Regions from separate parts of the Mus musculus genome. Here region 2 is linked to region 1. A link is a contact called in public HiChIP or PLAC-seq data. All regions are on one chromosome and are shown on one strand. Each heading gives the region's core, a stretch centred on a gene start, on an enhancer-like site or on the middle of the called end of the contact. The rest is flanking DNA. Distances are from core to core; before and after follow the strand shown.

The links. HiChIP or PLAC-seq counts read pairs in DNA pulled down with a chosen protein or histone mark.
Region 2: a contact with region 1 is called in a BATF HiChIP or PLAC-seq map of CD8 T cells, with 12 read pairs. The contact joins two enhancer-like sites. A contact is called at or near these places in 3 of 115 datasets of contacts at active chromatin or transcription factors (CD8 T cells, bone marrow-derived macrophages and memory CD8 T cells).

Annotation. Positions count from the first base shown.
Region 1 is chr8:115,223,391-115,229,799 of GRCm38.p6, forward strand. The region is part of intron 8 of Wwox (WW domain-containing oxidoreductase); the gene reads left to right. Among named protein-coding and RNA genes, the nearest start is that of Gm39257, 270 kb to the left of the region's middle. Within about 2 kb of position 4,036, at least 36 of the 459 cell types and tissues checked have an H3K27ac peak or open chromatin away from gene starts, as enhancers often do. A contact at or near this core is called in CD8 T cells, where this site is marked.
Region 2 is chr8:115,494,780-115,501,293 of GRCm38.p6, forward strand. No RefSeq gene overlaps it. Among named protein-coding and RNA genes, the nearest start is that of Gm39256, 150 kb to the right of the region's middle. Within about 2 kb of position 1,387, at least 19 of the 459 cell types and tissues checked have an H3K27ac peak or open chromatin away from gene starts, as enhancers often do. A contact at or near this core is called in CD8 T cells, where this site is marked.

The sequences.
Region 1 (6,409 bases), core at 2,786-5,285:
AGTGGGTTAGGCTTTCTGGCCAGCTGTCCCCAGGAATCCGCCTGTCTCTGCCTCTCCAGATCTTGGATTTCCAGCTTCTCCTACCATGCCCAGATGTCTTAGGTAGGTTCTGCTGATGGAACTCAGGCCCTCCAGCTTGCAACCCAGTGTGCTATCATGCGAGCCTCCTTCCCAGCTTCTGGACATGCCTGTTCTTATGATTTCTTTGTGGCCCTTCTGGGAGATGCTCTCACCTGATAGACAGGTCCTTTTCAATACCTACCCAGGGCTCGGGATGAAAACGCAAGTTCCTTCTGGAGCTTTGCGTCTAGACAATTTTTCGTTTTTCAGTCTTCATCTACTGTGAAAGTTTTGGGGTGTAACACTTGTGAGCTGTTAACCTTGGGGCTCCCCACAATGTGAAGAGACCCTTAAACTCCTGGCCCCTGGTCTGACTTTCTCCATATTTGCTGTCTCCATTGTCCCTTGAATTCCACAGGTTGACAAAGTCCTGTGAGTTAGGTTGAACTTTTGTCCCTGGTAAACCTGTCAGCACAGATCTGCTCAGGGTATGTGTGGCTTCTAAATTGCCTGTTGGGTCTCACTACTCGGGATGGAGACTATGGCCATGTTTTATAGGGGTGGTGATGCCAGTGTGGATGAACTTGGACGTCCCATGAATGACATCCTCTGAACAGTGCCCAAAGCTCCAGTTTTAACCTTAACCACATAGAAACATGTATTCCCTTATCCTATCCAATATCATGGAGGATGAATTCCCTGGAAGAAGGGAATTGCATCCCTGAGAAGCAAATTTTACCTGAGTGTGGTTGCTCATATATGGAAGCCCAGCACCTGGAAAGCTGAGGGAGACTGTTGTGAGCTTAAGAACAACTTGGGCTATGTAGTACACGTCAGGTTAGCCAGAGCGACATAGCAAGACCCTGCCTCAACAACCTCAACAACAACAACAACAACCTAAACAGACAAATCAACCAACCAACCAACCAACCAGACAGAAAACAAGACCAATCAAACAAACAAACAAATAATAATAATAATAATAATAATAAACCCCCAAGATCTTGAGAAATAACTCAGCACTTGCTGCTCTTTCAGGGGACCATCCATCCATCCACTCATGCATTCATCTACTCATCTATCCCATCCATACATGGATCCATCCATCCATCCATCCATCCATCCATCCACTCATCCATCTATCCACTCATGCATTCATATACTCATCTATCCCATCCATCCATGGATCCATCCATGGATCCATCCATCCATCCATCCATCCATCCACTCATCCATCTATCCAACCATCCACCTATTCATCTATCCCATCTATCCATCCATCCATCCATCCACCCACCCATCCACCACAGAATACTCTCCCCTGTGACATTTGGAGCCAGTCTTCCCTTCGAGTTGGTTGCCCCTTCCCCAGCTATTCTTTTGGACTGGTTCTCATTATCCCGGTTTCCCCTTATAAGCTGGTGCCATACTCTGTAACCCTCAGAGATCTTTAAACACTTGGCCTTGACTTTTCATTCACTCATCCTTTCCCTGTCCACCACCTAACTCACTTTCTTACCCTGTGACACTTTATACATCTGACGACAGTCACAGTTATTAGGGCACATTTATGTCTAACCCAGTCTTTGCAACTGGGAACTATACCATTATTTTACAGACACTGCAAATTCTTCAAACACCTGTCTTTGGAATGAGGGAGCAGCGCTTAACCACCAATGTTATTGAAACATATGCCTCTCTGGGCACAGCTTTACCCCTTTGAGTGGATGTAGAAAATTTGGCAGACGAAAAATAAGCAAATTGATCCTCAAGCTGTCCCTTCTACCACCTGGGATATTGATTGAGTTAAGATACCTGATTTGATTTCTCCCACAGATATAGGTTGAGTATTTATTCTTGACCATGCCAAGCCCTGAGATTACAACAAGGATTGAAATATGAAAGCCATTGCCCTTGTGGGCTTTAGTGTCTGCAACCGCTAGAAACTTTTCAAGTGAACCCAACTAAAACAGCCTGTGGAGACAGAGAAGACTGGGATATTATGCTAAATCAGTGTTTGGTGATGGGAGGTCCCATGCAGTCCATAACAAAGTGGCTCGTCCCCCTGGTCACTCTTAGCATAGGATACTGACTTTGCATGCTGCTATTTATGATTTTGCCATTCATAACAGCATACAGAGTATCATGGACTCCAAACTCCAAATTCTTATGAGAGGCTCAGAAAGGATGAGTAGAGTCCCCCATGTATACCTTGATCAAGTTTTCTGTGTCAGAAGACAGAATTTTCTTAGATGATTCTAGTTTTTATTTTAAGAGAAAGAGAACAGATTTCCTAAAATTAGGTGGCATCATTAATTCCTTTTAATTAAGGTAATTTATTTGAGCCTGATCTAATGAATGACACATGCCTACAGCACCAGCAATGCAGAGGCTGAAGTAAGTGGATCCCTAGACTAGATAATCATACCCTATGTTAAAACCAAAAGAAAACAAACAATAAAATTAATAATTTCCTTTTCAAATGAGCTCTTCTTATATAGTCATTATACAGTAGTGAAAAAGGTTGTTGTGTTTACAAATATACATACACACAGACACACACACATAAACTGACACAGAGATGTGGATCCTAACACACACCTACAAACACACAGAACAAACACATGGACACAGACATATACAGAAACACTCAGACATACACCACAGACAGACGCACAAACACAGAAACTCACACAGAGGCGTGAATACTATCATATGTAGGTATACAAGGACACAGGCACAGACACATAGACACTGACATACATAGACACACCCACAGACATACACCACACACACACACACACACACACACACACACACACACACACACACACCACTCACATTTTTTCAGCCTTCTAGATTTGCAACAACTTTATCGCAGGAGCTCTTGGTACACATTCCAGGGGCCGTGGTTCCCAAGTGCTCTGGGAGGAAGAAGACCCAGAGGAGTACTGGGCAGAAACTTCCTGCTCTCTCTAAGGTGATTATTGAAAAGCTGCTTCTTGTGGTCATTTCTACAGTGGTGTGGCCTAGGGAGGTGGATCTTATATTCTGGAATCATTCCCAACTTTCCCGTCAGCGATATGAAGCTAGACAAAAATTGTAATCACCCTGTCCCTTGGTTTCTTCAATGGGCCAGGCTTCTCACACTGCAGTCCATGTAAATGGGGGGGGGGCATATTAATGGATAGATAGCTCAGAAACCCAAGGAGCTGGGAATGTCTTAGTTGGTAGAGTACTTGCCTGACATGCCCTGGGCTCATCTCGAGCACTGCATGAGCTAGGCAAGACTATGCTTGCCCCTTAATCCTAGCACTTGGGAGGTGGAAGCAGAAAGATCGGGAGTTCAAGGGCATCTTTGGTTTCACAGGACGTATAAGGCCGGCTTAGGTTACTTAAGGCCCTTGCTTAAAACGAGAAAGAAAAAGAGGAACACAAGAAATGGAGGAGAGAATGAGAATGAGGAAAGAAAGAACAAAGGAAGGAAGGAAGGCAGGCAGTTTAGACGGACAGGCAGATAACAATTACCAGGAAGCTAAGCCCGCCTCCCCTCCCGCCCCGCCAATGCAGGCCATATAAGACACAGAGCTGCCTTGCCCAGTAGGTTCTCATGTCATCTATCTGCCTCTGGTCTAAGGCTGACACTTTGCTCTACATGAGTGACAAAGCAGATTGCTTCCTCCCACTCCTGCGGGTTAAGACCCCTTTCCCTACCTCAGTTTCACTCTGACTGGCAACTTCACTCAGAATGAAACATTAGCAAAAAAAAAAAAAAAAAAAAGACTCAAGATGTTGGCTGAACAGCAAAGGGAGAGTCGATACAAGATTCAAAACCGAGCGCCGGGAGACCACTCGTGAGAAATTCCATAAGCACAACGGTGTGGTTTATGTCACAATCGGTCTGTTGAAATGAAGCCGCCGGGGCCAGGTGGAATGCTAGCATTGTCAACTGTAGCCTCAGGCCTCAGAACCTCTTAACTCAGTGTTGGCTGGTGGGTTAAACACCGGGGAGCTTATGACACATCTGCTTCCCTGACAGGCATCTGAAAAAGGGAAAAAAATTGAGCACAATTGAAAGCAACATGAAAGTCAGTTTGCTTCAGCCCCGTGTCTGCTGCTGACAAGGGGTAGCATCCCCGCTGTAGCGTAGAGACAATACCAAGTGCATGGATTTGATCTGAGAGCTAAACGGGGAAGGGTGAGACCCTGGCACAGGACTGGGGCAAGCAGGTGCTTAGCAATGGAGACTTCTTGGGGGCATTTTCTAGACCTGTGGAAGGGTTGAAAATAGACCAAAGAAGCAGTGTGCCTGGCCCCTGGCCAATCTTCATAGGATTCGTAGGTATAGAGCAGATACCTCCTGCATGAACTATGACCAGCCAGCCAGGGCTTTGGATCTTAACACATTTAGCCCCCCCTGCATAGGCCATTTCAGACGGGCAGCTTGGTCTTTAGGATGTCGCTAAGTGTTGCCCACCGTACACATAAATGATAGCAGAGGTGCACACCGAGTTCAGGGAGGGTCTCCTTTAAGGAGTTCAGGGGGACAAGATGAAGCTTGTCTAATTCTGAACTCTGTATGGGAGAGCTGCGAGTGACCTCCCCTGTCACTTTTAGTTAAGACAGGGCGTTGGAATTCTGGCCTTCGCCATTTGGCTCTTCTCACCTCGGTTATAAGCTTAGACGATATAAAGTGAAGGAAGAGCTCCAACATATTAGGGCCTCCATAATCGAATCTTCCTGGTCACTCTGGCTACCATCAAACACTACAGCGTTCCTATTTCAGAACACAGGGTAGAGATACCTCCTAACTCCGCTTAATAACGGGGAATTGTGTGATTTGGTTCACCCAATAGAATCCGACCAACAGTCACATATTTCATGTCCAGGAGGAAAGAATTTGAGAGTCACTGTGAGCCCTACCTCACCCTCCTTTTGTGGCCCCAGAATCCAGAAATGTGCTGTCCACGTGAGTCTTGCCCTTTCCCTTCCGAGTCCCTGTGTTGACCATGGTCACCTGAGTTTCCCTGCCAGCCTTCCTACTGACTGTGGGGGAAATGAGCCTTTGTTGCCAGTTGCTGAGATTTCAGAGGCATTTGCTCCTGCAATAGGACCCAGCCTCTCTTGCCATAAAACTTTACACTGCATTGTTTTATTCGTCTGCTTATGTGTGATTATGACTCCAACCTCCTTCCAAATGTGTTACAAACTCTAATGCATGATGAGGCAATTAAGTTCCAAGCCAAACAGAGACAACTGCACAGCACCGAGGGAATACACCGTTACAATCAGCTCGTCCCTAACACCCGGCCCCCGAATTCACTCCAAGTTTTGACTCAAGTGCAAAGAGAGCCATGTGGAGTTCAGCGATTCTCACTGAGGTCTTGTCTTAACTCCTTGGCAACTTTTATGTTTTCCTAGGGAGGGTCTTTTGCCAGATGGTCGCAATGTTCATCTTCCCGTTTCGTTTTAATGCGAGCTGACATGTCTCCATCTTCCTGCGGTGGGTTTCTTTTTATGAGGTCGTGCTTTGCATTTTTCATAGAAAGAATTTTTGCCTCCCCATTGGGGAGCCCACCCTTGCAGTTTCTGTGGGGGCTGCTTGGTTAACCACTCGCCTGGGGTTTAAGGCACCGCCAGCAAAGCCAGATCACTGCAAACTTCTTGATTTACACTCTGGTGGCGAGGGTTTGAGATGCCACAGAGAAACAGGAAGAAGCAGGTTCGGGAAGCCCAAGTAAGAGCTAGGCCACAGCTCTGGTGGTGCGCTTGGCATGCAGAAGGCCAGATGAAGAAAGACTCTTCTGTCCGCAGATGGGCTTATTATTCCTAGTGAAGGGCTTAGGAGGGACACTGACTTTGTGGAGTGTTGAACAGAGAGAAAGAAGGTACAATGTAAGTAATGTGTCCTGATCAAAATGAATGACAAAACTACCTAAAATAAATAGTGAAAGTGAACGAAACCATTCCAAGACACATGCATAGGATACCTGCTATCCTAGCTATTCAGGAGGCTAAAGGTAGGAGAATTAAAGTTCAAGGTCTGCCTGGGCAGTACTGGGACCCTATCTCATATTACAAAGAAATAAATTAAAAGGGTTGGGGTGTAGTCAGTGATAGAGCATTTACCTAAGGCTAGCAAAATTTTGAGTTCAATTCTCAGTACCATAAAATAAATGAATAAATGAATCCTAGAGTTAATAGGCTTATATCAAGCAGTTTATAAGTACCCGCTTTCCAACGTTCACATTAATTCCATGAGTTAGGGTTGGTCACATTTAATACAAAGAATAAAGAAGTAGGGTTGAGGCTATAGCTTAACAGCTGAGCCCTCGCCCAGTGTATCTTT
Region 2 (6,514 bases), core at 137-2,636, 270 kb after region 1:
AGGCATAGGAGGACTCTTCTAGAAGTTTCTTTCCCCAGGGGCTCACCTGGCAAGAGTGTATTTGGGAAGTTTCCACAAGGGAAAAGAGCGGTGTATTGACTTTCCATTTGGCTGGGGGCATCTGGGGATGGAACCAACATTGAGAACTCCTGTGGTCTTAAGCCCTTCTTTGGGATGCGATGGGAGATTATCTGTTAATAGCATCTGTGGGCTACAGTGGATGAGCAACGCTGGTGTCAGAGACCATCAGGAGCCCCTTGAGAGCCCAAGAGGTGAGGCGGTCTGTGTGTGGTAGGGGAAGTCCTCTGGCTATGTGATGTCTAGACATACTGAAGCCCTGCCTCCATCTTGTCTTGTCAGGCTTCTGCTTGCTCAAAGACAACAGTGTATCTATCATCCCTGAACACTTGAGCATCTGTAATGAGAAGAGCTGAAACAAGATGCAGAAAGGCGGGCTCCCTTCTGCCCCTATCTCTTGACCCAAGGTTTTAGCTTCTATCTCACATTCAACCCAACAAAGAGTTCTTTCAAGGCAAAAACCAAATCTTTTCTTTCCTTCACCTCACTGGCTCTCTCTCATCTATCTGCTTGGGTGGTAAAACAAGCCCCGTGATAAATCTTCTGTCAAGTCCCTTCCCTCTGCCCTCCCTCCCCAAACTTCCCTTTGGAGTGGCTGCACTTTTCTATCTTCAGCATAGTCACCTCACCACACATTTTTGTCACTCTTTCAGTCAGGCCTTCCACAACACTGGGCATCCATCACCATGCTTTTACTGTGAATCTCATGATGTAGCTAAGAACCCAGGCAGAGTTCAGCTGGATGAGTGTTCTGCTCTGTAGAGGGTGAATTAAGCTCCTTTTTGGGGCTGCTTGCTGAAGAACCTGAGCTGGCATTGCTGCTTTTTGTCTAGAGCTTAGTTTGGAGACTCTAAGTACACATTAGTCTCCGATTTTGGTGACTTGGTGAGGTGACCTAGAGATCTGTCATCAGATTGAATAGGTAACTAGAGTGCCACTGTATGACCTGTCCTTTGCATAGGGATTAAGGCACCCATAAAGAATGCTTCAAAGTAGGAAGTAGTGGACGAGGTGAGAGCCTGATAGGTCAAGTGCTTCCCTTGCAAATATGAGGACCCCAGATCAATATCTAGACTGATGCATTCAAAGCCAAGGATGGTGACATGAACTTATGATGCCAGCACTGAGAAGATGAAGGCAGGCCGATCCCTGGGCTCCCTAGCCACCCAGCCTAGTCTACCTGGTGAACATCAGGCCAATGGGACATTCTATCTCAAAGAACAAAATGACTGTTGGCTCCAGAGGAGTCATACCTAAGGTTGTCACTTGGCTTCTGGGTGCACATGTACATGTTCTCAGAAAAAAAAAATGTCACTTTCTAGCCACCCAACCCATGTCTTGTGACCTAGCCCTGGCTGCCTTCACCACTTTTCCTCCCACATCACTCTCTAGCCACACCAGACTTCTTCCTGTTCCACAAACACACAAAACCCTCTCTTCTCAACCTTAGAAGCATCCTGCTATCCTTCTGCCGGAATTGCCTCTCCTTAAAACTGTCTCCAGCTTGCCTCTTAAGCTGAGTATCCTCAGTTGCATATTCTCCCAATGGGCTTTATGCCTGTCCCTCGTAATATATATCGGTGGAAAGAAATCATTTATCCCCCACCCTAAGTGCAAAACCAGCGTCAGTCTATCATTTCCTCGTTACTGAGATGTTTGGTTTGCCCTCTGGGTTCCAGATGGCCTTGTTGTTGTTTAGAAAGTGGTCATCTCTGACAGCCCTGGTCAGGTCACAGAATCAGCCGTGCATTGCTCCTTATGGGGAGGGCACAGAGCAAAGCAACTCAGGGAATATAGGAGCAAACACACACCAGCAAGATTTTTTAATAATAGATGTTAAAAAATGAATCAAAACAAGGCAGCTATCCCCACCAAACAGGGCTAAGTGTAATGTCTATCATGGGCTATGATATATGTCTGCTTGGAGACCGACTCGACAAAAGGCCAAATTTTCTTAAAAGCATGTTAAAATATTAATAGCTATCTGAAACAGTTTTCTTGCAACTGCTGCCAGTCTTTGGAAAGATGACATCAGACTGGAAAGAACTAGGAGACGTGGTAATGTCTTGGCTGTGGTGACCTACTGGGGTACCATACCATCAGCTGCAGAGGGGCAGGCTGTGGTCCGGTGGGGGAGGCCCCAGCAGGTTCCAGCTGTGTGAATCACAGTCGCTAAGAAAGTTCATATTGGTCCCCACTTACTGTGATTCACTCCCTCACCGTTCAGAGCTGTACCAAGGCTTATTTGGTTTGATTCCAATCTTCCCCCCGGCCTCTCCTCCTGTCTGGCCCCTCTCTACTTCATGTCCACTGATTTTCTTAGCAGACTCGCATATCCACCCCCTTCCCTCATTCTTCTTCCTAAGCTGTACTTTCCTCTCGTTCATACTGATTGTCAGCCTGACAATATCTAGGGTGACCAAAGAAACAGATTTCTGGGTATGTCTGTGAGCGATTACCTCAATTTACCTAACCTATTAGGTTAACTGAATTGGGAAGACACTCCCTGAATGTGGATGGCTGCATCCTATGGGCTAGGGTCCTGGGCTAAATACAAAGCTCACAGAAGGTGAGCTGGGCCCTGTGTTCATGGCTCTCTGCTTTGCTTCCCGAATGTGGATGCAAAGTACCCAGCTACCTCATGCCCCTGCTTCCCTGCCTTCCCCGCTATGCTGACTGTGTCCTTGACCCAAAATAAATCCCTCCCGCTTTAAGCTGTTTATGCCGTGTGCCTTGTCATGGCAACAAAATAAGTAAGCAACACACTTCCTTATTCATCTCCTACTGTGTAAGTCTTTATTGGAGAGTTTTTCACAGTACAATATCCCTGTACATTCCTGTGAGATGTACACAGTACTGGCAGATATGTGTATTATAGTTAGGACCCATAAGATGCTTTCCACAATGGTAGACTCTAATATACACAATGGGTTCTTGGTGACAGTGGCCTGTCAGTTATAACAAATGTGCCACGCTAGTGGAGGATATTAGTGAGGGAGGCTGTGCTTGTGTAAGATGGTGTCTTTATTACTTTTCTGTTGCTCTGAAAGGACACCATGACCAAAGCAACTTACATATTTAAAAAGGCATTTAATTTGGAACTTGTGGTTCTAGGACATAGTAGAGTCAATGACCATCATGGCAAGGGAACATGGCAGCAGGCAGGCAGCAGGCAGGCAGAGGCTTGGGCAGTATCTGAGAGCACAAGTGTTGACATGATTACCATGAGGCAGGAAGGGGAGAGGTTGAGAAGGGGAGAGTATTAACTGACATGTTATGAGCTTGTGTAACCTCAAAGCCAACCCCCGGGGATACAATTCTTCCAAGAATGCCACACCTCCTAGTCCTTCTCAAACAGTTCTGCCAACTAGGGATCAAGAATTAAAACATGAGTCTCCGGAGGCCATTCACGTTCACTGATCCCAAGTTGTGAGGGGTCTGCTTCCCACTCAACTTTATTGTAAACCTAATTGTGTTCAAATAAAGTCTGTCAAGGTCTATTTTCTCTAAAGAAGCATGTGGAACTTCCATAGCCTCCGTGGTACTCACCCTATTGGTCCCCTCAGATAGGGAGGATCTGGGTATCTCTGACCCCTCTTATAAACTCTTAGAAGATTGAGGTCCTTCCCCCTTAATCATTGCATTTACAGTACTTTGCAGAATAAGGAGCCAATAAACAAATCTAAAAAAATCTAACTATTGAACCAGGAGATGTTTGTGAGCCTGAGAGGTCAGCGATCCTTCACTATGTTTTATTATCTTACTGTTTGATACACCCACACGCCTCTGGTCTTTTTTCTTATCTTCTCTACTACAGTGTACCACAAGACGTAGCATCTAGAAGATCCAGCATGGTCTCTGACCTAAGGGTGGAGGACATGCTTTTGGTTACTGAGCCACATCCCTTCTGCTCCCCTGAGAGCTCTTCAATCATCCACTGTCCTGTGCCTTCCCACCAGAGCAGAAATATGAATGCCACTCTTCTCTGCAACTGCCTAAGCCTAGAACCGCACCACATCTCTCGACCGTTGTCCCTTCTCTAGTTTTCCTCTCCAGTCCCTAGAACTCGTGTTACCTTCTGACACCTGGAAGATATAATACAGGAAGGAGACAGAATAAGTTCCTGGTGAGGATTTATGGAAAGAAGAATAATGAATGAATGAATGAATGAATGAATGAATATCAAAGGCAAAGGGATATAGTGGAGTGCAAGAAGTTACGTCTGTTCACCTACAGGCTCTGTGGAATTTACTCCCTTCAACCTCATCCGTCCAAGGCATGGTTGCTTTTACCCAGCCTTCATCTCTTTTTCACTTCCATCTCTGGAGTTTCTCCCTAGAATCAAGGCAATAGCAGCCATAGGCTTCTTCCTTCATCTTAACATCTTTCAAGAGCCCCTTCCGGTGCATCTTTCTCTTGTGACACCTGGTAATATTTCTAAGTTACAAAGCTTCCATTCAGCAAGAATTTATTGATGATGCTATTACAGAACAGCACCGTGAAGGCACGGGGATATAAAGCCTCTTGTGACCTCCCAGGGGAGACAGATGTGTAACCAATGGCAGGTTCCTAGGGGGAAGGGAGTGACAGATTTCATAGAGGAGTGAGCAAGCGGAATGACATGGGAAGCTGCAATAGGTCATTTGTCTTCCCACTCTGCCTCTCTCCCTCCCTTCTCCTGCCTTTCATTATCTCTCATTCACTCCTTTAGACAACCCTGAATGGTAACAAACCAAATAGAGATAGGGTTTGACAGTGGGAGTCAGGTATGAAAATGGAGTTTATCCCCTCAAAACTGACTTCTGCATGTGCATGCTTGTAGGGGACTGACTGCAAGTTTTTTCAGGTCCTCACCTATACACTGGGTATTGGCTGCTACAGGACCTGGAAATTATGTTATTTTATAATCCTTAGCTTACACCCTGGGGCTGAACAAAGCTCCTGGTGATCAGGGAAGGAAAGAAGAAAGGAAGGAAGGAAGGGAGGGAGGGAGGGAGGGAGGGAGGGAGGGAGGTAGGTAGGTATATATAAAGTAATGGAGTCTGATCTAGTGTGAAAAGGCAGACACTAGCAGGAGAGGTTTTATTGTTTGACATTTTTGAGGCAGGCTCTTCCTTTTTAGCTCAGGCTAGCCTCAAAGTAAAAGTCTACCTGCATCAGCCTCCCCAATACTGGAATTACAGCTGTGTTCCATCACATTCAGACAGCAGGTGGGGTTTGGGGCCTCAAGGTGAGTGGGGAAACCCTGTGATTGGTAGGCAAGGATCTTTAGAATTCAAGGCTGTGAACAGAGGTTTTATCCCTCTCCTCTTCCTAAAGACCATATTTATCTCACCATTAGGTACCATCTTCGAGGTAGAAGATGCCAAGGTACTTTGTGTGAGTTGTCACTCACTTTCTTCTCCAGGAGAGAGGAACTGGATTCTCAGAAATCAGGGTGATGCCATTTCTCAGGGGGCATCACGATGGTGATGATGACAATGATGATGATGACGATGAAGATGGTGGTGGTGACAACCATAAGGAAGAATGATGAAGAGGAGAAGATGGAAAAGGGAAAATGGCAAAGATTATGGTAATGATGATAGTAATGATTAAGATGATGGCGATGATGATGGTGAAAATGAAGATGATAGTGGTGATGGTGGTGGTGACGATGGTGGTGGTAGTAGTGATAATAATGAAGATGGTAATTATGATGATAAAATTCTTTACTATGTATGAAATATGAGTATCACAGCCAGGAAGGAATTATTAGGGCAACCTACCGCAGATGGGTCCCCTGAAGTTTATAGACCAGAAAACACAATCTATAGTTTACACCTAAAAATCACCTGCATGTCTATCTTGGTGCCTTTTTGACATCCCAGTGTACTCTCAGGGAATGCAGGAGAAGATGCCAGGAGCATAAAACTGAGAGTAGGTGGAGATGAGGGATTTCATAAACAATCATGTAAACATGAACAGATCCTGAAGCTAGCAAATGCCTTGCTAGAGGTGTGGGGGAAGGGATGAGGGTTAACAAGGAATCCTTCAGAATGGAGAGCGAAGCAGTCTTGGATCTTGTCAACAAAGTGCTTTCAAAGCATTGACCTTGCCTGGGAGGGCAGTGAGTCAGTAGCTCCTCTGAGTGTCAATGAGAGGGGGAAGCAGAAGGCAGGAGGGAAGCCTCTGCCTTATGTGTATTCCGACTTCCTTCTTAGATTGCTTTGTTTTAGCTGGTTTCTTTCCTTCCTTCCTTCCTTCCTTCCTTCCTTCCTTCCTTCCTTCCTTCCTTCCTTCCTTCCTTCCTCCCTCCCTCCCTCCCTTCCTTCCTTTCTTCCTTTCTTCCATCTTTCCTCCTCCCTCCTTCCCTTCCCATTCCTCCCTCCTCCCCACTCTCCCTCCCCCTTTTTTCTTTGTCTTCCCTTGCCTTCTTTTGGTTCCTTTGCTATAA